Regions from separate parts of the Mus musculus genome. Here all the other regions are linked to region 7. A link is a contact called in public Hi-C, HiChIP or PLAC-seq, Micro-C and promoter capture Hi-C data. All regions are on one chromosome and are shown on one strand. The core of a region is the stretch at or near the end of the contact, and the rest is flanking DNA. Distances in the headings are between cores, read along the strand shown.

Evidence for each region. Promoter capture Hi-C pulls out the DNA fragments that hold promoters and counts their contacts. Hi-C and Micro-C count contacts between places; a contact is called where the count stands out from the background. HiChIP or PLAC-seq counts read pairs in DNA pulled down with a chosen protein or histone mark.
Region 1: a contact with region 7 is called in a FOXA1 HiChIP or PLAC-seq map of pancreatic cancer cells. The contact joins the enhancer-like site here to the promoter of Cyb561 in region 7. A contact is called at or near these places in 2 of 39 promoter capture datasets (embryonic stem cells and pre-B cells), 1 of 484 Hi-C or Micro-C datasets (the G1E-ER4 cell line) and 4 of 115 datasets of contacts at active chromatin or transcription factors (T-cell acute lymphoblastic leukemia, embryonic stem cells, epiblast stem cells and 1 more).
Region 2: a contact with region 7 is called in a promoter capture Hi-C map of embryonic stem cells, with 5 times the contacts expected there. The contact joins the enhancer-like site here to the promoter of Cyb561 in region 7. A contact is called at or near these places in 2 of 39 promoter capture datasets (embryonic stem cells and stem cell-derived epiblast-like cells), 3 of 115 datasets of contacts at active chromatin or transcription factors (all in embryonic stem cells) and 1 of 9 other capture datasets (embryonic stem cells).
Region 3: a contact with region 7 is called in a promoter capture Hi-C map of hippocampal neurons, with 7 times the contacts expected there. The contact joins the enhancer-like site here to the promoter of Cyb561 in region 7. A contact is called at or near these places in 8 of 39 promoter capture datasets (3T3-L1-derived adipocytes, the C10 cell line, embryonic stem cells and 5 more), 1 of 15 datasets of contacts at CTCF or cohesin (the NIH/3T3 cell line) and 7 of 115 datasets of contacts at active chromatin or transcription factors (the NIH/3T3 cell line, embryonic basal ganglia, embryonic forebrain and 3 more).
Region 4: an H3K4me3 HiChIP or PLAC-seq map of forebrain shows a contact between it and region 7, with 13 times the contacts expected there. The contact joins the enhancer-like site here to the promoter of Cyb561 in region 7. A contact is called at or near these places in 11 of 39 promoter capture datasets (the HPC-7 cell line, HPC-7-derived erythroid cells, cranial neural crest and 6 more), 2 of 484 Hi-C or Micro-C datasets (bone marrow-derived macrophages and embryonic stem cells) and 20 of 115 datasets of contacts at active chromatin or transcription factors (SST interneurons, T-cell acute lymphoblastic leukemia, differentiating embryonic stem cells and 11 more).
Region 5: a contact with region 7 is called in a Micro-C map of embryonic stem cells, with 2.4 times the contacts expected there. The contact joins the promoter of Tex2 here to the promoter of Cyb561 in region 7. A contact is called at or near these places in 3 of 39 promoter capture datasets (maxillary cranial neural crest, pre-B cells and stem cell-derived epiblast-like cells), 2 of 484 Hi-C or Micro-C datasets (embryonic stem cells and pro-B cells) and 3 of 115 datasets of contacts at active chromatin or transcription factors (embryonic stem cells, epiblast stem cells and pro-B cells).
Region 6: a contact with region 7 is called in a Hi-C map of bone marrow-derived macrophages, with 21 read pairs. The contact joins the enhancer-like site here to the promoter of Cyb561 in region 7. A contact is called at or near these places in 10 of 39 promoter capture datasets (the HPC-7 cell line, cranial neural crest, embryonic stem cells and 5 more), 1 of 484 Hi-C or Micro-C datasets (bone marrow-derived macrophages) and 16 of 115 datasets of contacts at active chromatin or transcription factors (SST interneurons, bone marrow-derived macrophages, differentiating embryonic stem cells and 12 more).

Annotation. Positions count from the first base shown.
Region 1 is chr11:106,479,029-106,481,728 of GRCm38.p6, forward strand. All of the region lies in intron 1 of Ern1 (endoplasmic reticulum (ER) to nucleus signalling 1), which reads right to left. Among named protein-coding and RNA genes, the nearest start is that of Ern1, 7.4 kb to the right of the region's middle. Within about 2 kb of position 1,378, at least 65 of the 459 cell types and tissues checked have an H3K27ac peak or open chromatin away from gene starts, as enhancers often do. A contact at or near this core is called in the G1E-ER4 cell line and pancreatic cancer cells, where this site is marked.
Region 2 is chr11:105,150,096-105,152,795 of GRCm38.p6, forward strand. No RefSeq gene overlaps it. Among named protein-coding and RNA genes, the nearest start is that of Mettl2, 25 kb to the left of the region's middle. Within about 2 kb of position 1,291, at least 60 of the 459 cell types and tissues checked have an H3K27ac peak or open chromatin away from gene starts, as enhancers often do. A contact at or near this core is called in embryonic stem cells, where this site is marked.
Region 3 is chr11:105,260,848-105,263,547 of GRCm38.p6, forward strand. All of the region lies in intron 16 of Tlk2 (tousled-like kinase 2 (Arabidopsis)), which reads left to right. Among named protein-coding and RNA genes, the nearest start is that of Mrc2, 30 kb to the right of the region's middle. Within about 2 kb of position 1,319, at least 26 of the 459 cell types and tissues checked have an H3K27ac peak or open chromatin away from gene starts, as enhancers often do. A contact at or near this core is called in the NIH/3T3 cell line, where this site is marked.
Region 4 is chr11:105,346,529-105,349,285 of GRCm38.p6, forward strand. It overlaps Mrc2 (mannose receptor, C type 2), which reads left to right. Exons shown (of 30, transcript NM_008626.3): 22 at 1-65; 23 at 192-300; 24 at 707-945; 25 at 1,071-1,239; 26 at 1,332-1,478; 27 at 1,779-1,898; 28 at 2,070-2,249. Among named protein-coding and RNA genes, the nearest start is that of Mrc2, 55 kb to the left of the region's middle. Within about 2 kb of position 1,448, at least 22 of the 459 cell types and tissues checked have an H3K27ac peak or open chromatin away from gene starts, as enhancers often do. A contact at or near this core is called in SST interneurons, forebrain, heart atrium and 1 more, where this site is marked.
Region 5 is chr11:106,611,588-106,614,287 of GRCm38.p6, forward strand. It overlaps Tex2 (testis expressed gene 2), which reads right to left and starts at 1,343. Exons shown (of 12, transcript NM_198292.3): 1 at 1,271-1,343.
Region 6 is chr11:105,367,650-105,370,349 of GRCm38.p6, forward strand. The region is part of intron 10 of Marchf10 (membrane associated ring-CH-type finger 10); the gene reads right to left. LOC115487808 (a long non-coding RNA gene) reads left to right here. Exons shown (of 2, transcript XR_003949780.1): 2 at 1-2,382. Among named protein-coding and RNA genes, the nearest start is that of Mrc2, 76 kb to the left of the region's middle. Within about 2 kb of position 1,397, at least 8 of the 459 cell types and tissues checked have an H3K27ac peak or open chromatin away from gene starts, as enhancers often do. A contact at or near this core is called in bone marrow-derived macrophages, where this site is marked.
Region 7 is chr11:105,943,221-105,945,920 of GRCm38.p6, forward strand. It overlaps Cyb561 (cytochrome b-561), which reads right to left and starts at 1,267. Exons shown (of 6, transcript NM_007805.5): 1 at 891-1,267.

The sequences.
Region 1 (2,700 bases), core at 128-2,627, 540 kb after region 7:
TGAATTATAATTATAAATTAGTCCACAATCTAATGAAATCATGTTTAATACATGAAGACAACCCTGCATCAAGGATCATGTTTTAGTAGTGAAACTCACGCTGAGTGAGGAATGAAATGGACTGCACTGATCACCCCCATTAACCCCATGGGTGCCGACAGGAAGAGCTCAAGAAAATGTTCTGAAAGGCCCTCTAGTTGAATAAAAGTGTACATTATCACTGAAATCCTTTTAAAGATTATAGAATAGAGACAACCAAAGTGACATCTTTCCCCATCTCAACCCTAAATCCACAAGCCATTTGCTTTATGTTAAAATAGCAGCCCCTTGCTCTGGGCAGTGTTGGCAGCACTGGGGATGCACATCTCTGAATTATGGGCCAGCCTGGTCTACACAGGGAGTTCTAGGAAAGTCAGGGCTACACAGAGAAACCCTGTCTCCAAAATAAAATAAAATAAAATAAAATAGTTCCTTGCTTTCTGGACCCTTAACAAAGTTCAAGGGGAAATTCAATCTTTATTTGCTGAGTGCCTATACTACAGTGCGTATGGCTAACACAGCATGCAAAACTCCATAGAGGAGGCAAGAAATAAAAAATATAAAAGCAAGGCAGGGTTGTTTCTCAGGCTTTAGCATAAATCAGCAAGAAGTCACACACACACAAGCCCAGGGCACCTTCCTGTTTCCTCACCCCCGTTATACTCTCCTTGGTTCACCTAGACTAATCTGAGTCCCTCCTCTGTGGTCCCAGGGTCACTGCCATGGTCAGGTCCTTCCTGTCATCACAGGCCCACTTTGGTGACAAAACTGCTTGGGAGGTGGGGTTTCCTGGTGAAGACTTTGGCAGGGTTGTTAATGAGAACTTTGTCCAGGACTTCTACGACGTGAGTTTTCAGTTTTGATATTTCAGACACATTACTAGGCAAAAAGTTACTGAAAAACATGCACCTGCTTGGTTATTATTAGACCTTAAAGAAATGAGCTTAAACTGCAAATCTGGCCTAGTGGTTTCTTGATCTTCACCCTCTGAAGCTGGGTCAGCCCACTAAAGATGGCCTGTCTCCTGACGGAGCGTCCCAGATGAAGTGAGGCAGCATGTGTAGCTCATGCTGAAGCTCCACACTACAGCACAGGGTAGGCGGCCACAGCTCATGTGGGAGGAATAGACACATTTAGTAAGTAAGCACTTCCAGCTTACCAGCAAGCCTACCCGAGGGTCCTTCAAACCCAGAGCCTCATGGCAACCTCCTAGTCTCCTCCTCAGACTTAACATAAGCCCCAGGACCAAAGAACTGCAAAGGGCTGGGGTAGTGGACAGCTCTCTGTAGAGAAGCAAGAAGATCAGGTTCAAAGGTTCACATATAACCCAGGACAGATGACCAGACTTCCCTGACCCTGGCTTTCTAACCTCTATCCAGAGGGCAAGGGTTCCGACTGTCACTGAGGGACCGGCACTGCACTCTTGATGAACTGGGTCAGATGGCTAAGACTGAATGGACCTGTCTTCTACACTGACCCCAGAAACCCCAAGAGTGTACACATTGATTCATATATGTTACTGCAGCTTGAAACATTTCTAACATTTTTTGGAAACAAGGATCCTTTCAACGACTATACTTCTGAATCCCCTAAGCAGGAGGAAGTCCTGATGATCTGAGGGTGGGTCAGATTGCAACACTTTAATAAACAAGTAAAAATCTAACCCAAGTGTTTGCAATAAACTGCGAACAAAGTAGTAGCAGTTGTGGTCAAACTGCAATATGACTCATGTAGAAGTTGTATTTGGTGACGGCTAGAAAGAACTGGGAGCTGTTTTAAGTTATATAAGGATAATTGGTTTAAGAGTAGATATATGTATTTTTAAAAAGATTCCTTCTTGGTTTAGGGTTATTAAAACTGTTTTGGCAGGACATCTTATCCCAGTTAGGGGGGCAGAGACAAGAGATCACACAAGTTTGATTAGGCCAGCCTAGTCTATACTTTGAGTCCCAGGCCAGCCAGCACTACATAGGGAAATCATGTCTCCAAAACAAAACAAAAATTTTAAAGTTATTTTGGTGCATAAAGTTATTATGGTAGCACACACCTTTAATCCCACCCCACCCCCAAGAGTAAGATGTAGGAGAATCTCTGAGTTCAGGGCCAGCCTGGTCTACTTAATGATTTCCAGGACAGCCAAGGCTATACAGAGAGACCCTGCCCCCCCCCCAAAAAAAGTTATGTTATTTTTAAAGTTACTTAATAGTAGATAAGTAAACTACATGATTAGAAAGTTATAATTGTTATAATCAAAATGTTAAGGGGGGGAGACAGATTTGGGGTTTTCTTTAGGAGGGGAGACAGATTTGGGGTTTTTTTTGGGGGGGGGGGAAGGTTGGTTTTTCAAGACAGGGACAGGGTTTCTTTGTGTAGCTCTGGCTGTCCTGGAACTCACTTTGTAGACCAGGTTGGCCTCGAACACAGAAATCCGCCTGCCTCTGCCTCCCAAGTGCTTGGATTAAAGGCGTGCGCCACCACTGCCCACGGGAAGACAGATTTGTATAACTGTAAATTGACCCTGAAGAAGCAATTATTTTGAAAGTGACACTTATTTCTTTTGAAGAACAGGTTCAGGTATGTTTGTAGAGGGGGAAAAAAAACTACCAAAGTAATAAGTTTGCTGTCAACTGGTACTTTCATCTTCCTAAGAAAAACAGCTGC
Region 2 (2,700 bases), core at 41-2,540, 790 kb before region 7:
AAAGGTGTGTGCCAAGGGCCAAGCCACACCACAACTAGACAAGGGTTTTGTTGTTGTTTTGTTTTGTTTTTTAGTAAATAACACAATCTCAGAGTATGATCACAGGGGTTCCCAGTGTAATCAAATATTCTACAGCACAGAACAGTACACAAGGCACTTAGGGTGATACTGAGAAATGCATTCCAAGGGTTGAGGAGAGCTCTTGCCTAGCTTTGACCTCCAGCAAAGGGTGGCTGGCATTTGCACATCTCCCTCCAAGCCTTTATAAACCTGGCATGGCGTGATGGGATGACTAATCCCAGCACTTGAGAGGTAGACGTGGAAGAGTCATCATTGACAGCATAGTGAGTTTGAGGGCAGCCTGGACTACTTGAGAGAGACCTCCTTGTCTCAAGAAGAAACGAGAGAGAGAGAGAGAGAGAGAGAGAGAGAGAGAGAGAGAGAGAGAGAGAGAGAACAGAGAAAATGACAAATAAAACCTCTCCCTGGAAAGAGAGTGGATGAAGGGAGAACAGAGAATAAAGAAAAGTGGATGAGGGCAGGGGGTGGGGGGTGGGGTGGGCCAGCAGGACAGGAAAGATTGAGGATGGGAAAGACAGACAGAATGGAACACAGGTAACCAGTACACAGGTAGGATTGGTGCTGCTCATGCAGGAGGCAGAGTGTGAGAAACCATCAGGGAAACTAACCCCCAATGATGGCTTCACCCAGAGGGTCAGGAGACCTGAAGGCTTAGAGGGAGCTGTGCAGATGCCAGCCACCCGTAGGCATCACGTGGCGATCTCTGAGGCCTGAGACACAGCCTGAAACTAAGAGGCAGACAAAGGGGAGGAGTCACCAAGATGGCAGTCTGTACCATGGATTGAGCAGCAGGAAGAGCTAAGGCTGGAGGCTGTGCGGAGAGGACACTAAAACAGGATTAACTAGTTAGAGTCAGGTAGTAGAAATGAGGGGAAGAAATCTGTCTTCTTTTCTCAGCCCTCCCCCTCCTCCTCTTTCTCCTAGGAAATCTATGTTGAAAAAAATAAAATAGTTCCCAATAAAAAGCCAAGCACACTGCAGACTGCGGTCCACAGCCTGCGCACGTTCCTCTTCCCAGGTTCCAGCCCCTAAAGGAACAAGGGATTTTCTGGTGCTCTTGTTTCTGCCTGTAACCTGCTTTCTGGCGGATCAAGTCCTTCCCTAGGATGCTTAAAAATGGGAGGAAGCCATTTCTAGGTATCAGGCTCCACACAGGGTGAGCCAGGGAGCTTTGGCGGTCAGGAGACTGAGAAGAGGACAGCAGGGTGCACAACTGCAGGTTGAGGTTGAAGCACGTGCTCCAACAGCCCCTGGGTGGGAAGCCTCCACTCAAAGCTAACAGCGGGCCGGAAGTGCTGAGCAAGCTGAAAAGAAAGGGCAAGGCTGGACCGCCAGGTACCCCCCCCCCCCCCCCCCAGAGCCGGGACACTCATTACTATGAGAAGCTGCCTGAGAGGAGCGGCCTGATCATGCTTGACGATTAGCTGTGCTGCTGGGAGAAGAGGTGTGGGGATTACGGAATACCCACGCTCTAGAGGTGGACAGTGATGGGGGGGTGGGAGGATCAGGGCAAGCAGCAGGTGCTGCTGCTGCTGCGTTCTTGGGATGGGGGAGAAAAGCATTGAGGTTTCTGTTCTGACCCACTGTAGGGCAGGTGCACTTCCAACTGGAAATACCTTAAAGCCTGGGGGGGGGGGGGGCGGTAATGAAGGCTCCTGCTGCTAGAAGCTGGCTGCAGTGGCACTGTGTTTAAAGCCGCAGGCTCAGCTTTCTGCACCTGGAGGAAGTGACTGTGCTTCCACGAGGCCCGGGGGATACTGCCCTTGTTAACACCTTCCAGCTCACCCCCACAGCCTATTCCCGCCCCACCAGCGATTGGCCCTCGGACCAGTCAGTCCTTGGGGAAGAACAATCTGAAGGTGGGTAGGTCTGGAAGTCCAGCAGGGATGAGTGAAGGATAGTCAGCTTGTCAAGGGAGCCTAGAACTTGGCTGAAATATAAAGTAAAAAAAAAAAAAAAAAAAAAAAATAGCCACAAGGCTGTGGGGGTGGGGAGGGTGGCGCACACCTTTACTCCCAGCATTCCAGAGGCAGAGGTGGATCTCTGAGTTCGAGGCCAACCTGGCCTCCAGAGCAAGTTTCAGGATAGCAAGGGCTACACAGAGAAACGGGGCGGGGGTGGGGGTGGGGGGTGGGGGGGAGGGGGGGTGGCGGGGGGGGGGCAGGGGAGATGGGATACCCATAAAGCTAGAGTCGTGGCTCAGTGAAGATATGCCTCCTTTGCATGTATGAGGCCTTAGGTTCATGTTAGATAATTTTGTGGTTTAATTTCTTGTGTGCGATAATGTGCTGTGATCAGATTAGAGAATTCTGGTCCTTAGGAGACACACTTTTCTGCACCACAGACACTAACAGGAAAGCAGGAGGAACACTCTGGCTTTGTCACTTGCTTTTGTCACTGACTTTAAAGGTTACCCTCACTAGTTCTGCGGGAGACACCATCTCTGACCGGTCAGTCGCAATGGTCATGGAACACAGAGATAGCTCAAATTACTACAACACCACCCAAGCGGGCCAGAGTTACGTGTCAGATGGGTGTGCCCCTTTCACCAGAGGCCCACACGGCCCCCCAGGGCACAGTGACACCACCCTTCCTGAATGCCTATTCTACAACCATAAG
Region 3 (2,700 bases), core at 69-2,568, 680 kb before region 7:
TATACTCCATGTCTTACCAATGATAAAACTGTTACTTACAGAACTTGAGACTATTAGAAGCTGAGTTTAAACACAGCCATCCACTTCGGAGCCTGTGCTTCTGACTCCTGTTGTTTCTAGAGACAGTAAACTAGGTCCTAGAAACTATTGTTTGTCTGTAGAAACTCAGTGATAATTCCCTTAGTCAACTGGGAAGGAGACAGTGGGTCTGGAAGAATGGAGTCTTAGTGTGCCTTCCTGTGGCCCGTCCACTTTCATATTTCAAATTTCTGTGATTGTAGTGCTCTGCTTCCTGTGGTTGCCTGTCTTGAGAATGCCAGTAAAATGGCATCCCTTTTCTTTTCTGTCCTTGGGATTGCGGGGCTAAAGGGTGGTTTCTTTGGAATGAATAGTTATTACATATGCAGCCGTGGATTTCTTTGTTCCACTAATGCCAGGTTTTGTCATATTCCCTCCTGAGCTTCTAAATACTGACGTTCATGGCTCATTTGTTTTGGAATCTCCAGACTTAATTTGCTAATACGTTCCCCACTGAGCAATTTTGTCTCCTTGTGATAGATAGGAATATTGAGTGAGGCAGGTTCTGTCCCTGAAAGGAGAAGACGAGCCCCTTTTGATAATAACAAATGCTTTGAGTTACAGAAATAGCCTTGGCCTTGGTGTTTTGCTTTTTGTTTAGATGTTTGTTTTTGTTTTTTTCTCATAAGACTTTGAAGGAGAAAAAATTAGTAGGTATTGAAGAAGCCTTTTAGTTAACTTCCTAAGTCTTAAGAGGAAGGTTAGATATTTCCTCAACAGTCTTGCTTTAAACCTACTGTGCTCCAGGGAACTGGAAGTCTTTCTGTTCCACACTAACAGAACTCAGCATGAGAGAAGTAGGCTTTAGACAGAGGTAGGACAAGGGATGATAAATGCCTTGTGTAAAACTCCCTGTGTGCACATGCTCACATGACAAGCAGCTGCAGTCCAGATGTTTCTGAGAAGCCAGATACATTATTAAAAGTCCATTCCAGTCACCTGACGTCAGGAATATATGGCATGCAGCAGTGAATGCCAAAAACACTTTTGAGAAGGAAACCACATATTCTGACCAATTATAAATGAAAATTGTGTTGTATTGAGACTTACAAGAATAGTTAATGGTATTGATCTAGGATATGCATCTCTCTACAAATACCTGTCATTAGCTACTGTAAAACAGTGTTTCTAGGGACCAGGTCAACCTTGAAAACACTTTCTCTGCTGGGACCTGTACATATTTTGCAAAGTCATAGACTCAGATCTAGCTTCTTGTTGACCTTAAGAGAACTGTGACACTGCATACCAGAGGAACTGCAGGAAGTTAGGCCCTGGTTCCTTCTCGATACTCTTGGCAAGCAGGTTGAGCCTCCGTGATTATAGATTGAGGTGTTCTGTTTTAGTTTTAGTTTTACATTCTTTGAGACAGCGTCTCATGGTGTAGACTAAGCTGGCCTTAAACTTACAGCAATTCTTCTGCCTCTGTCTCCTCTTAATGGTAGGATTTTAGATATGTGCTACCATGCCCAGCCAAGTGGTTGTCTTTCTCTCATTTCTACTGGAATTAGATCAAGTGAAGTGGCTGGAGAGATGGGTCAGTGGTTCAGAGCACTGTCTATTTCAGAGATCCTGAGTTCAGTTCCCTGCACCATATTCGTCTGTTACTCAATTTCCAGAGCACCTGACACTTTGTTCTAGCCTCCTCAGATACACATGCACACAGGCACACACAGACACACACACACACACAGCACTACCTTGATATCTCCCCCCCCCCACATACATACACATAGACTTTTGTTCATACATATAAATGAAAATAAATCAGGAAGAAAGGGAATGACTGATAGACACTGCCTCCTTTGTCTAAACTTTGGTCTTCTAACTAGAATTGTGTGTCTATTATACCTTCTCACTGTTTCCTCTTGGGGGAAGGGGAGGATCGTGGCACCTGAGATTGTCAGCCATTTCTCAGTTGACATATTGGGAAAGGGGTGTTCTTATGACCTCCAGTCTTGCCTGGGAAGAAATCTTTAACACTTCCACATTTGATTTTAACTAAGTGATAGGAAATCCTGCTATGAGCTTTATGCTATAAATAATGATAAGTTGAAGTTGGGGCTGGAAAGATGGCCCATTAGTTAAGACACTGGTTGTTCTTGCAAAGGACCTGAGTGTATTTTCTAGCCCCCACATGGTGCTTAAACCATTTGTCACTCCAGTTCACTAAGTAAATCTGTTTTTAAAAGTGGGTGAGTTGGTTAAGTGTCTAACTTCTCTGAACTTGGGTCAAGTACATAATAGATTTTGAAGCGTGCTTTGATAATTTAGCATTAGATTAACATTGAAAAGGAAGTATGCTTCAGTGTTAGTAAGCATTGCCCTGCTTAGTAAGGTCTTATTAAATTGTTTTTCTATTTGGGGGAGATTTCCCACTTTTGTTTGGAGCAAAATAATTTATTTGGTTAAAAAGAAGCTTAAAACATTCTTGTTGTGTTAAATTTTGAGTTGTATTCCTGCCTCTTGGGGATGGGAGAGGGGCATTGAGAGCAGGGTCTTAAGTATGCTAGGCTAGCATTTTGCTAGATGATAATAACCTTTAACTTCTCCTGCCTCCATTTGTATATTGCAAGTAGGATTATAAATGCATAACATCCACCATATAAAATTCTTTCCCTTCTT
Region 4 (2,757 bases), core at 198-2,697, 600 kb before region 7:
TCTATACCAACTGGGCACCAGGAGAGCCCTCTGGCCCCAGCCCTGCTCCCAGTGGCACCAAGCCGGTGAGGACCCACACCACAGTGCTTTTCTCTGTCGCTGTCCCCCTCTCCCCTACCTCGCCCTTCCAGCCTCAGCTGTCCTTAGATGGGGCAGCCACTGAGGTTCCCCTAAGTAGCCTTTTCCCCCAGACCAGCTGTGCGGTGATCCTGCACAGCCCCTCAGCCCACTTCACTGGCCGCTGGGATGATCGGAGCTGCACAGAGGAGACGCATGGCTTCATCTGCCAGAAGGGCACAGGTACACGCAGCTGCTACACAGAGACACCCCTGCACTGGCTAGCTGCTCTGGGCCGGTCCAGAAGGAACCAAACATTGAATCTCTTTTCAGGGGCCATAGAGGTCCCTCCAGAGTCATGTATCTGCTTGGGAAGCAGGTGGTCTGCGGGGGGGGGGGGGGTGTGTGTGTGTGACATGCTGCTATGTCTAGGGTCAGAACCCCTGAGGTTCAACGTCAAGGCATCTCCAGCTCCTTCTGCATGTTAGCAAATAGAAAGCTCACTGATAAGGATGGCGACTGGCCATCCCCAGTGGAGACCTGCTCTGAGTCTGATGTCTGGTTTTCCCTAGCTTAGTCTCATACCTGGGAATGGGGTAAGGGTGGATGGGGCAGAGCTCGGTCTGAGTCCTGCCCCCTTTCCCTGTAGACCCCTCGCTAAGCCCATCCCCAGCAGCAACACCCCCTGCCCCGGGCGCTGAGCTCTCCTATCTCAACCACACCTTCCGGCTGCTGCAGAAGCCACTGCGCTGGAAAGATGCTCTCCTGCTGTGTGAGAGCCGAAATGCCAGCCTGGCACACGTGCCCGATCCCTACACACAAGCCTTCCTCACACAGGCTGCACGGGGGCTGCAAACACCACTGTGGATCGGGCTGGCCAGTGAGGAGGTGGGCTCCTAGGTCAAGATTTTGCCTCGCTTACCCCCACCCTACCTTCTGCCTTGATTTCACTTCCTCCTTCCACCTTGAGAGTATGTTCCCTTTATTCTCACCTATGGCTACCTAATACCCAGGGCTCACGGAGGTATTCCTGGCTCTCAGAGGAGCCTCTGAATTATGTGAGCTGGCAAGATGAGGAGCCCCAGCACTCGGGAGGCTGTGCCTACGTGGATGTGGATGGAACCTGGCGCACCACCAGCTGTGATACCAAGCTGCAGGGGGCAGTGTGTGGGGTGAGCAGGGGTGAGTACCACCCGTGAGGGCCAAGGCTTGCGCAGGTGCAGGTGGTTCTGGGAAGATGTTCGGGCTACGTCTTCAATTCTGCACTCCAACAGGGCCCCCACCCCGAAGGATAAACTACCGTGGCAGCTGTCCTCAGGGCTTGGCTGACTCGTCCTGGATTCCCTTCAGGGAGCATTGCTATTCTTTCCACATGGAGGTGCTGTTGGGCCACAAGGAGGCGCTGCAGCGCTGTCAGAAAGGTGGGTGAGAGCAGCCTAGCCCAGATCCGGGACTCTGAGGCCTGGAGAAAGAACTTCCCCTCTGCCTATAGGCACTTATCTCAAGCTCCCCTCGCTGTTTAATACACAGACCATGTTGTGTCATCTACAGAATATCCCACGGTCCACAAGTGCTGAGATTCACACCATCTTGCACTTGAGCTGCCAGAGAAGAGTGCCGGGGTTGCTGTGAAGCGGGAGGGGGGGGAAGTAGTTTGGGGGGGGGGTCTATCACCATAAGGAGAATCTGCTTGTCCTGACATGGGCTTTCTTTGTGTCCAGCTGGTGGGACGGTTCTGTCCATTCTTGATGAGATGGAGAATGTGTTTGTCTGGGAGCACCTGCAGACAGCTGAAGCCCAAAGTCGAGGTGCCTGGTTGGGCATGAACTTCAACCCCAAAGGTGGGTGCTCTGTGTACGGGAAGGGAAGGGCTCAGGCTGCAAGAGGGATGCTTACCACTGTCTCCAGGCTTGTGAAAGTACAGCAGTGGATCGTGGTTATCGCCTCCCACCTAGAAACCCCCCTTCCACCTATTCCCATTCCCACACCTTCCCAATGGGTTCCTTCCACAGGAGGCACGCTGGTCTGGCAAGACAACACAGCTGTGAACTATTCTAACTGGGGGCCCCCTGGCCTGGGCCCTAGCATGCTAAGCCACAACAGCTGCTACTGGATCCAGAGCAGCAGCGGACTGTGGCGCCCCGGGGCTTGTACCAACATCACCATGGGAGTTGTCTGCAAGCTCCCTAGAGGTAAGCCAGGATCTCGGTCAACAGCTGGGCCCATAGCTGGACTCACAGCTGGATGTCCAGCTGGGTCTAGGGTTACTTGATATACAGGGGCATCTGCTTTGGCCGGAGGGCATCAAGTACATTAGTTTGCAGCAAGGACTGACGCAGGGCCTCAACTTTCCAAAGTACACATAAGCCCAGAGGACAGCAAGCCCCATCATTCTATAGTGGTTAGGGACAAGGGATGGTCAAGCCCTGGACACTCACGTATTGACTCTGAGGCCTGGGGATATAGTCCATTTGGTAAAGTCACGCAAGCACCAGGATCCGAGTTAAGATTCCCAGCACCCCAATAAAATCCCAACATTGAGTGCCATCACCTGTAACCCTAAGACAGAAAGGGAGACGTGTATTTGTGTTTTATAGGCCCCTGGAGCTCATTCACCAGCCATGAGCTGAATCCATACGTTGTAGGTTCAGTGGTAGACCCTGCCTCAAAACACCGAGGTAGAGAGGCATCAAGGAAGAC
Region 5 (2,700 bases), core at 93-2,592, 670 kb after region 7:
CCTCCCTGGGAGCCCAAGGAGCAAAGATCAGCCACACTCTGGCTTCATTCTCGTAGCCTGAAGACATTTATCTGTTTGGAAGACTCTGAAAAGATACTGAAACCATTTAAGGGTTGGGAAAAGCTAACAGAAACGTTTCTCACCGGCCAATAAATCCAGACCCTTCAAACTCCCTTCCCCAAGCGCCAGAGATCACTTGTCCCTCAGTTTCCCTTGTTATTTTCCACATACAATTCACTTTCTCTTTGGATTTAATCTAGCTCCTGAAAAGACAATTCCTCTCAATTGAGCAATGGTGTCAAGACATTTGGACCTCACACCGGAACAGGACACAACCTGTGTCTTCAGGTTGTCACACTTTTCCTTTAACTCTAAAAAAATATGTCCTCCTCATCTATGAAATCTAATGACAAAGTAAGTACTCCTTAGCTCTAAGGGGAAAAAAAAGAGCGAGGGTGTTTAACAGACTTTGCCCTTAAATTTGATGCCGTGTAACCATAACAACTGATGGTTTAGGTAACCATCAACCCACTGAGGGGCTAAGTTTTCCAAAAATCGTTTTTCAGTGGGGGAAAAACTCCCTTGCACCAACTCCCGCGCGTAGAGTCGGCACTCCGGAGTGGCATGTGGTGCAATGGAGCCGGCAGCTCCTGTCCCTGCATCGGTCCCCCGGTCTCCACCACCGTCATCTCCATGCTCCCAGCGGGGCAGCTAGCGTTAGGCCTCAGCCCAATGTCACTTGTTAACCTTCCGATCTCCCCGGTTTTTGGTACGCCGCCACCTCCCTTTGAAAGCACACAAGCCACCCCTCGGTCCCCGGTGTCCGCCAGGAGTTGGGAGAAAAACAAGCGAGGCGCCGACAGCCACTGACAGATTCGCGCAAAAGTAACCGCGCTCCTCCATTCCCAAGCTTCTCCCACGGTGGCCCAGGGGGCGGAGGACGGCAAGGGCCCCACGCACAGAGGTGACAAGTGTTTTCCTTCAACGAGCGTGTGAATGCTGCTTTCCCGGACCCACACCGAGCCGCGGACGCTAGGCTGGGACCTGACGGCTTGCACCTCCCGCCCCGGGGCGACTCCGCCCTGCCCGGCCCCCAAGCAGGGAAGGTCTCTCCCGGGGCCACCCATGCCGGCGTCCCGAGCCCTGGTAGTGTGGAAGGGACCGAGCCCCGCTGCGCCAACGGCTGCGGGAGCTGCCGGTGTCCCGTAGCCGGGCCACCCAGTCAGGGCCTGCTCCGCCCGTCGCCCCACCTGGCCCGGAGCGCGCTCACCCCGGATCCGCTGGCTGCCTCATCCTACTACACCGGCGCCCGTACTTGGCGGCCGCCGCGGCTCCTGCTCCAGCTCCAGCTCCGGCTCTGGCTGGGGCCGCCGTGCTGCTGCCCGCCCGCCCCCGGGCACCGGCCGTCCCGCCCCGCCGGCGGACCCGCCCCGCGGCCGCGGCCCCCACCGCCCAACCACAGGGCGGAGGGGGCGGGGCCAGCCGCGCACCAGACATGACCAATCCAGCCAGTGCCGCGCGCCCGCGACGGGCCTGGAGGATCGGCCAGCGATCGGTCAGGGCTGTTAAAGGGGCTGCGGCGCTGCGGACTGGAAAGAAGGGGAGGCCGCGAAAAACTGCGGGTTACCTGGCAGAATCCCAGTGGGAGGAGCGAGCGTTGCACTCTCCCAATTGAAACTGAGGCGCTTTCCCCAGCTCTTTGCATTTCTTAATTTCCTCTTCCTGCAATTTAGCAACAAGTGCCTCCAAGCCGTGAGGGAAACTGTCTGGCTAGGCAGATTCTTAGGAACAGAGGTCTTAGGAGGACGTCGGACTTTATCAATCCCTGCTAGTTCCAGAAACTGGATGTCTGAGCTCCTCCTCCACACCTGACCGTAACAACCAATCGCAAACTGATTAGTAGAATTAGCGCCTAGAATTCGTGTGACGTAAATATATCATATATTATGATCTTGGGTTTTTTTTTAATACAGGGTCTCCTGTAGACTAGGCTGTTTTCAGAATTGATATGTAGCTGAAGATAGCCTTGAACTCTTAGCCTCCTGCCTCTGCCTCTACCGCTATGACTATAGGCATACACCACTACACCTGGATAACATAAGTTTACCTTAGAGGGATCGTGTCTAGGGCCCAGATAAAGGAAGGTGACTTTTAAAAATGAGTTCTCGCTTAAAATGTGCTTGGAATGGTGGAGGCTATTTTTACACCCATCAGTTCCTTACAGGGTAAAGGGAGGGGTGGAGGGGGCAGAGGGTAGGCAGGTCCCGCAGGTCCCTCATAGCACAGGGGCAGGTTGTGAGAGTGTCTTTGCTTATCAACTTTGCCTTCTAAATGAGTGGGTCCCAAACTTCAGCATCAGCCCATCCCAGAGGACTCTAGCATGTCTCAACTTTGCAATGACTGGGTCTGGGCCGTTTATTTTTCAACATTCTTTCCCCAGGAGATTCCAGTAGGGGGCGCTCTGGGGGGGCATGCTTTTTTTTTTTTTTTTTGGTTTTTCAAGACAGGGTTTCTCTGTGTAGCCCTGGCTGTCCTGGAACGCACTCTGTAGACCAGGCTGGCCTCAAACTCAGAAATCCGCCTGCCTCTGCCTCCCAAGTGCTGGGATTAAAGGCGTGCGCCACCACGCCCGGCTAGGGGCCATACTCTTTCGAGTCTCTCATTGCTGTGAAATTAAAACTCAACCGGCGGAAAATAAAG
Region 6 (2,700 bases), core at 147-2,646, 580 kb before region 7:
GTGCCCTTGGAAACCAATCACGATAGAAATCAGAACTGCTTTGTGTAGTTACCCACAATAAGCTTGGACCCCAACCAACTACCCAGCAGCACTTCCTGCGCCTGTGTGTGAGCTTTTATGGTATTTGATTTTATAAGTTACCCCTGGGATGGACCTCCAACATAAGAGAGACACCCGCACCAATATAAGAAACTGTCTGGAATAAGACTTCTGTTCTGAGTAGTGGTTGAATAGAGTTTAAGTTCCTAAGACCTCCCTGGGAACTGACATCCTACTTGGCAGAGACATGTATGTGGGAAACTGACATCCTGGTTGGCAAGTTAAGACATGAATGTTAGACAAGGCAAGTCCCCTACCTCAGTTGAATACCCCAACCAATGAGGGCAGCATAAGTGTACAACAAAGACGTGTTCCCAAGGAAATCCCTATCCCTAAATCCTGATTAGTGGAATAACTTGGCCCAGATGTTGGTGGATTTTAGGCTTAAAGCCCTGTAGGATCTTAACTCAGCTCCTGAGCCTGGATCGTGGCCCTGATCAACCAGCCCTGGGCCTATACTTCACAAACAATCCATCTCTGACTGAGGTTGGTGTTCATGTGGGTTGTGAGGTGACTCCTGGACCCCCAACGTTATAGAGATATGGATTTTGTCTCTCAACTTGATCTTAAGATCCTCAAAGAAAGGGAGGCATCAGAGTATCACATACAGTCACTTTCTTTGATTGAGTCTCATCTGTGAGAGTTGGTTCCCATTGCTGGCTTGATTAAGAAACACCTAGGGTGTTAATGAGGCTCATCATGGGTGTGTCTGTGAGGGAGGAAGACCCACCCTGAATGGGAGTAGAGCCATCCCATGGGCTGTTGTCTAGGACTAAGTAAAGAATAAAAGGAATCAGGCATGGTGGCACACACCTTTACTCCCAGAACACAGAGAGGGGGGAGCAGACAGACCTGTGAGGTCATAAGCCAGCCTGCTTGGTCTACATATTGAGTTCCAGGCCAAGTGGGGATACACAGAAAGCTCTTGCTTCAAAAAACCAAACAACAAAACGTTAAAAGAGAAAAGCCACTATTCACCTCTCTACGCTTTCTAGTCTGCTGAGATGTGAGTGGGTTTTCTCCTGATCCTGCCGCCTCAGACAAGCTGGGCTCACCACCACGTGCTTCCTGCTCTGTTGAATATATGTCCCCTCGAACTATGCACCAAAAATAAATCCTTCCTTCAGTTGCTGTCTATCTGTCTGTCTGCCTTCCTGTCTGTCTTTTTTTTCCAGGTATTTTATCACACTGATAGGAAAGTGATCTATCACCTCAGCCCCCCAGGACAGCACAGTGCATGCTGCATTGAGGAAGTGACAGTCACCACCCTTGAGAGCCTGTGTCACAGGGTCTCATCATGACACAAGCAAGAAGCCTGCTATGGGGAACTTCTCCAGTCCCGCTAGCAAAGGAGTGAGGCGTCTCTTCTGGATTCAGTCCATCCCCTTTGCCAAAGGCTACCTACTCCAGTTCTGGGAATCCCGACACAAAATCCAGAAGCAAGTGGATTTGACACTCTACTAGCTTCCTGTTTTCGTGATGATGTTTCTTTTTTTAAAAGATTGAGGGCTGGAGAGATGGCTCAGAGGTTGAGAGCACTGACTGCTCTTCCAGAGGTCCTGAGTTCAATTCCCAGCAACCACATGGTGGCTCACAACCATCTGTAATGGGATCTGGTCTGTGTGTGTGTCTGCTTTCAACACGGGTTTCCTCATCAAGGAAGGTTTTGGGATTCTTTGACATGTACTCTCTCTCTCTCTCTCTCTCTCTCTCTCTCTCTCTGTGTGTGTGTGTGTGTGTGTGTGTGTGTGTGTGTGTGTGTGTGTGTGTGTGAGTGTAGTGACTAGGAAGGCCAGAAGAGGGTGTTGGACTCCTAGCGCTGGAGTTAGGCTGTTGTGAGCCCCCTAATGCTAATGTGGGTCTCCTTCAGGAGCAACACGACTCTTAACCGCTGAGCTGTCTCTCCAGCCCCCGTGGAAACCTCTTCACGGGCTGTTTATAACCAGTCACTGCTTCATGCTTGGAGTGGGTGAGATGTATTTCAAGGCTTCCCAAGTTAAATGTGAGCTGGTTAAGTGTGAGAAACTGGTCCCTTCCGCTCTGGTTCCCAGCTTGCTTCTGACACCACTTTATTCCTCGTCCAGAGCGATTCGCCAGAAGTTTCCTGCGATGCGATGCTGTAGGGCCTTGATCTCCACCCACGAGACTGCACTGTCGGGTCTGTGCATGTTTGTTTTGTGGCCTCACTGGCTGATGTTGCTTCTGTTTGCTGGCCATCTGTGACCCACATCAACCCAGATGCTTTGAAGTTCAATGTGTAATAAAAAAGTTCTTTAAAAGATATGGGATTATGAAAATGAAGTCACAGAAATGTTAACAAAGGATCATTTCCTGCTTCTGGTCCTTTTCCTTTTCCTTTTTTTTTTTTTTTTTAATATTTCTATGAAGAATTTATGTCACCATTAAAACCATGGGAGGTTACAGAAGGGCAGGCCTGGGTCACAGAGAGGATGAGATTCCTCCAAAGACAGGTTGGCAGAAACCCAGCCTGGTTTTTTTTTGTTTGTTTGTTTGTTTGTTTGTTTTGTTTTTAATTGAACACTCAGGGTCTGAGGAAGAAATTTAACCCAGGAAAAAGTCAAAATGGGCCTACAATTCCTG
Region 7 (2,700 bases), core at 17-2,516:
AAGTTCAAGAAACCTGGGCTCTGCCTACCCAGGGACAATGGCAGGGCAGGGCATCTGTGTGCAACTCTACTTCTGGTTCCAGGAGCTCCTCCTACAAGGGGTGGGGTTGGAGCAGTCCAGTATTTTCCTCCCAGATCCAAGTGCTGAGGAGCAATCAAGGTATCTAAGGGAGGTGAGAACACTTTGCTTTTTGTTTTGTTAAGAAGCGGACAGAACTCAGGTATCGGAGATGGGGCTTTTCTTAAAGAAAATTGCCAAGACAAAAAAAGGAAGGGCAACCAAAAGTGTCTGTGACTTGTGGTGCTGCAGCGCCTGTGGAAAGGTGGTAAGGGTAAGAAGAGAAGTGACCGGAAAGGGGGAGGTGGCCTGGCTACCACTCCAGGAGTCAGAGGCGGCAGCAGATCCCTCTCTCCGAGAAGTTCCGCCCCTGAGTCACTTCCAAGGCCAAAGCACGAAGCCAGGCGTTCTGCCAGGATAGGAACTAGTTATCCTGCCCGAGGACGGTGGGATGCGGAAGAAGAGAAAGAGGATCCACCAGGCCCGCACCTGAGCGCAGGGACCGGCCGCGGGGACAGTGGGAGCTCAGTCGTGGCGAATGCAGATTGGTCCACTCCCACCCACTTTGTTCTACAGTACAGCCGCAGGCCCCTGGACTTGAATTCAAGTCACCAGCAGTCCCCATTCTAACTCGGGCAGACGCGGCCCGCGCTCCCCCGGCTGCCTTGCCGGGTGCCAGCAGCACAACACCCGCGTCAGGGGACAAGCCGGGCAGCGCCGGGTCGGTGCGGGCAGGTGCGCGCGGAAGGGCGGCTCGAAGCCCTGCCTCACCTGGCCACAGTCCCCTCCGCCCCTCCGCGCGGAACTCGGCTCCCCACCTCCCCGTCGCCTACCTTGTCCCGCCGCCGCCAGGCCTGCGCGCGTCCACGCGCCGCGCCCCGGACGCTCGGCAGGTTCCACGAGCCTCGGCGCGACGGCGTCGCCATGGAGACGGGGCGGCGGCGGGGAAGCGGTAGCGCGCGCGAGGAGGCGACGGTCACCTGCGCCGGAAGTCCCGCCAGGCGCCGGCACTCGGTAGGGCACCTCGGCTACACCGACCCGCACTCAGGACCCGAACTCCAGCAGCTTCGGGACTGGCTCCGGACTGGCTCGGGACCGGCGTGCGGGGAAGGTTAGCGGCGCGGGTTCGGCGCCCGGGTTCCCGGTCTCTAGCTTCTCGCTCGCTACTCTCCACGCCCAAACCCAGGAGGCCGCTAGGTGTCAGGCCTGGCCTGGGCCCAAGCTCAGCTCCGGGAACCCAGGGTCACCTCTTCCAGCCCTCGTGGGCGGAGATGGCACTTTACACTTTACTGGAAGGCTGGGAATAACCCTGCCCTTCCGCATCTGCACACCAGCCACATTGACCACATAGACACTGTTGTTGATACAGTTTGCCTCCCATTTTTTCCACTCCAGGATACACACACACACACACACACACACACACACACACACACAGAGAGAGAGAGAGAGAGAGAGACAGAGACACCAATCTAAGGGTAAATTGTGTCCTTCCAACTTCTCATTTAAGTCCTAGACCTGGTGTATGCCAAGGTCTGTACTTAAGACTGTTGCCAAGACCAAGGCTGGGAGCTTAGCAGATCCTGGCCCGCTATCCAGGAAATGCTACGAATAGATAAGAGCCTAGCTCAGACTTCCTACAAGCTGGGAACAAAAGGTTCTTTCCTGTTGGATGCCTGGCCAGACTCACGGAGAGGAGGAGAGAAATGGGGTATTTTACCTTGTGAGGCAAAGCATGACTGTGAAGGCAGTCCCTGGAACACCTCAGCATGCTGGGAGCTGCCCACTGGTAGAAGCCAGAATTGGGGCGGGGGCTCCTTCTTAGAGGGTGGGTATGCTGTCTAGTGTACGGTTGAGAGAGAACCAAAAACCGGAATTACCTTATGGTAACTTTTCGTCTGGCAGAAGCTAATGGGCTTTTTAAGGTAAGCAACAGCTTCCTTGGTGGTGCAGGCAATAAATACATGCTTATAAACTAAACATGGCGCTGAGCCATTTCTCATTGTTTGCTGGGTATATTTGGGCTCCTGGGAGGAAAAGGAGGGACCGATTTTGGCAGGATGGAATCTTGTTTAAGTGTTGGTCTTAAAGTGCCTTCCAAGACCCGGGGAGGCTCCTGTTGGGAGAGTCCTTTGTTGGATCATCCCCTACCTCATTCCTTCAAGTCTCCAAGCTGACTGCTTCACAGTGCATTTCCTGACCGCCAGTGTGGCAGTATGGGAAAGACTAGAGTTATGACGACCACACATACACTCACACACACTCACGATGCAGGGAGGGGGTCTCTGAGCGAAAGGCCTTAAGGAGCAAAAAAAGGCACCGAGCAGAATAAATTTTGTCCTCATAACCAGGACGCCAGACCTAAGGCAGACCCACTCCCACCTGGCACATTCTTTCTCCCCAGGGCTACCCAGTGCAGAAAGCTGAGGGGAAAACCAGGATTCCTAGTTACATTTCTATCTTAGAAATTTAGCATGAATAGATCCTAAGCGTTTCTCAAATGTAACCAGGTCTTGTGTGTGTGTGTTTGTGTGTGTGTACGTGCACACGTGTACACACGTGCATCTGTGAGAGGTATTGACTTTTCTCTGTATAACCCTGGCTGTCCTGGAACACACTCTCTGTAGACCAGGCTGTCTTCAA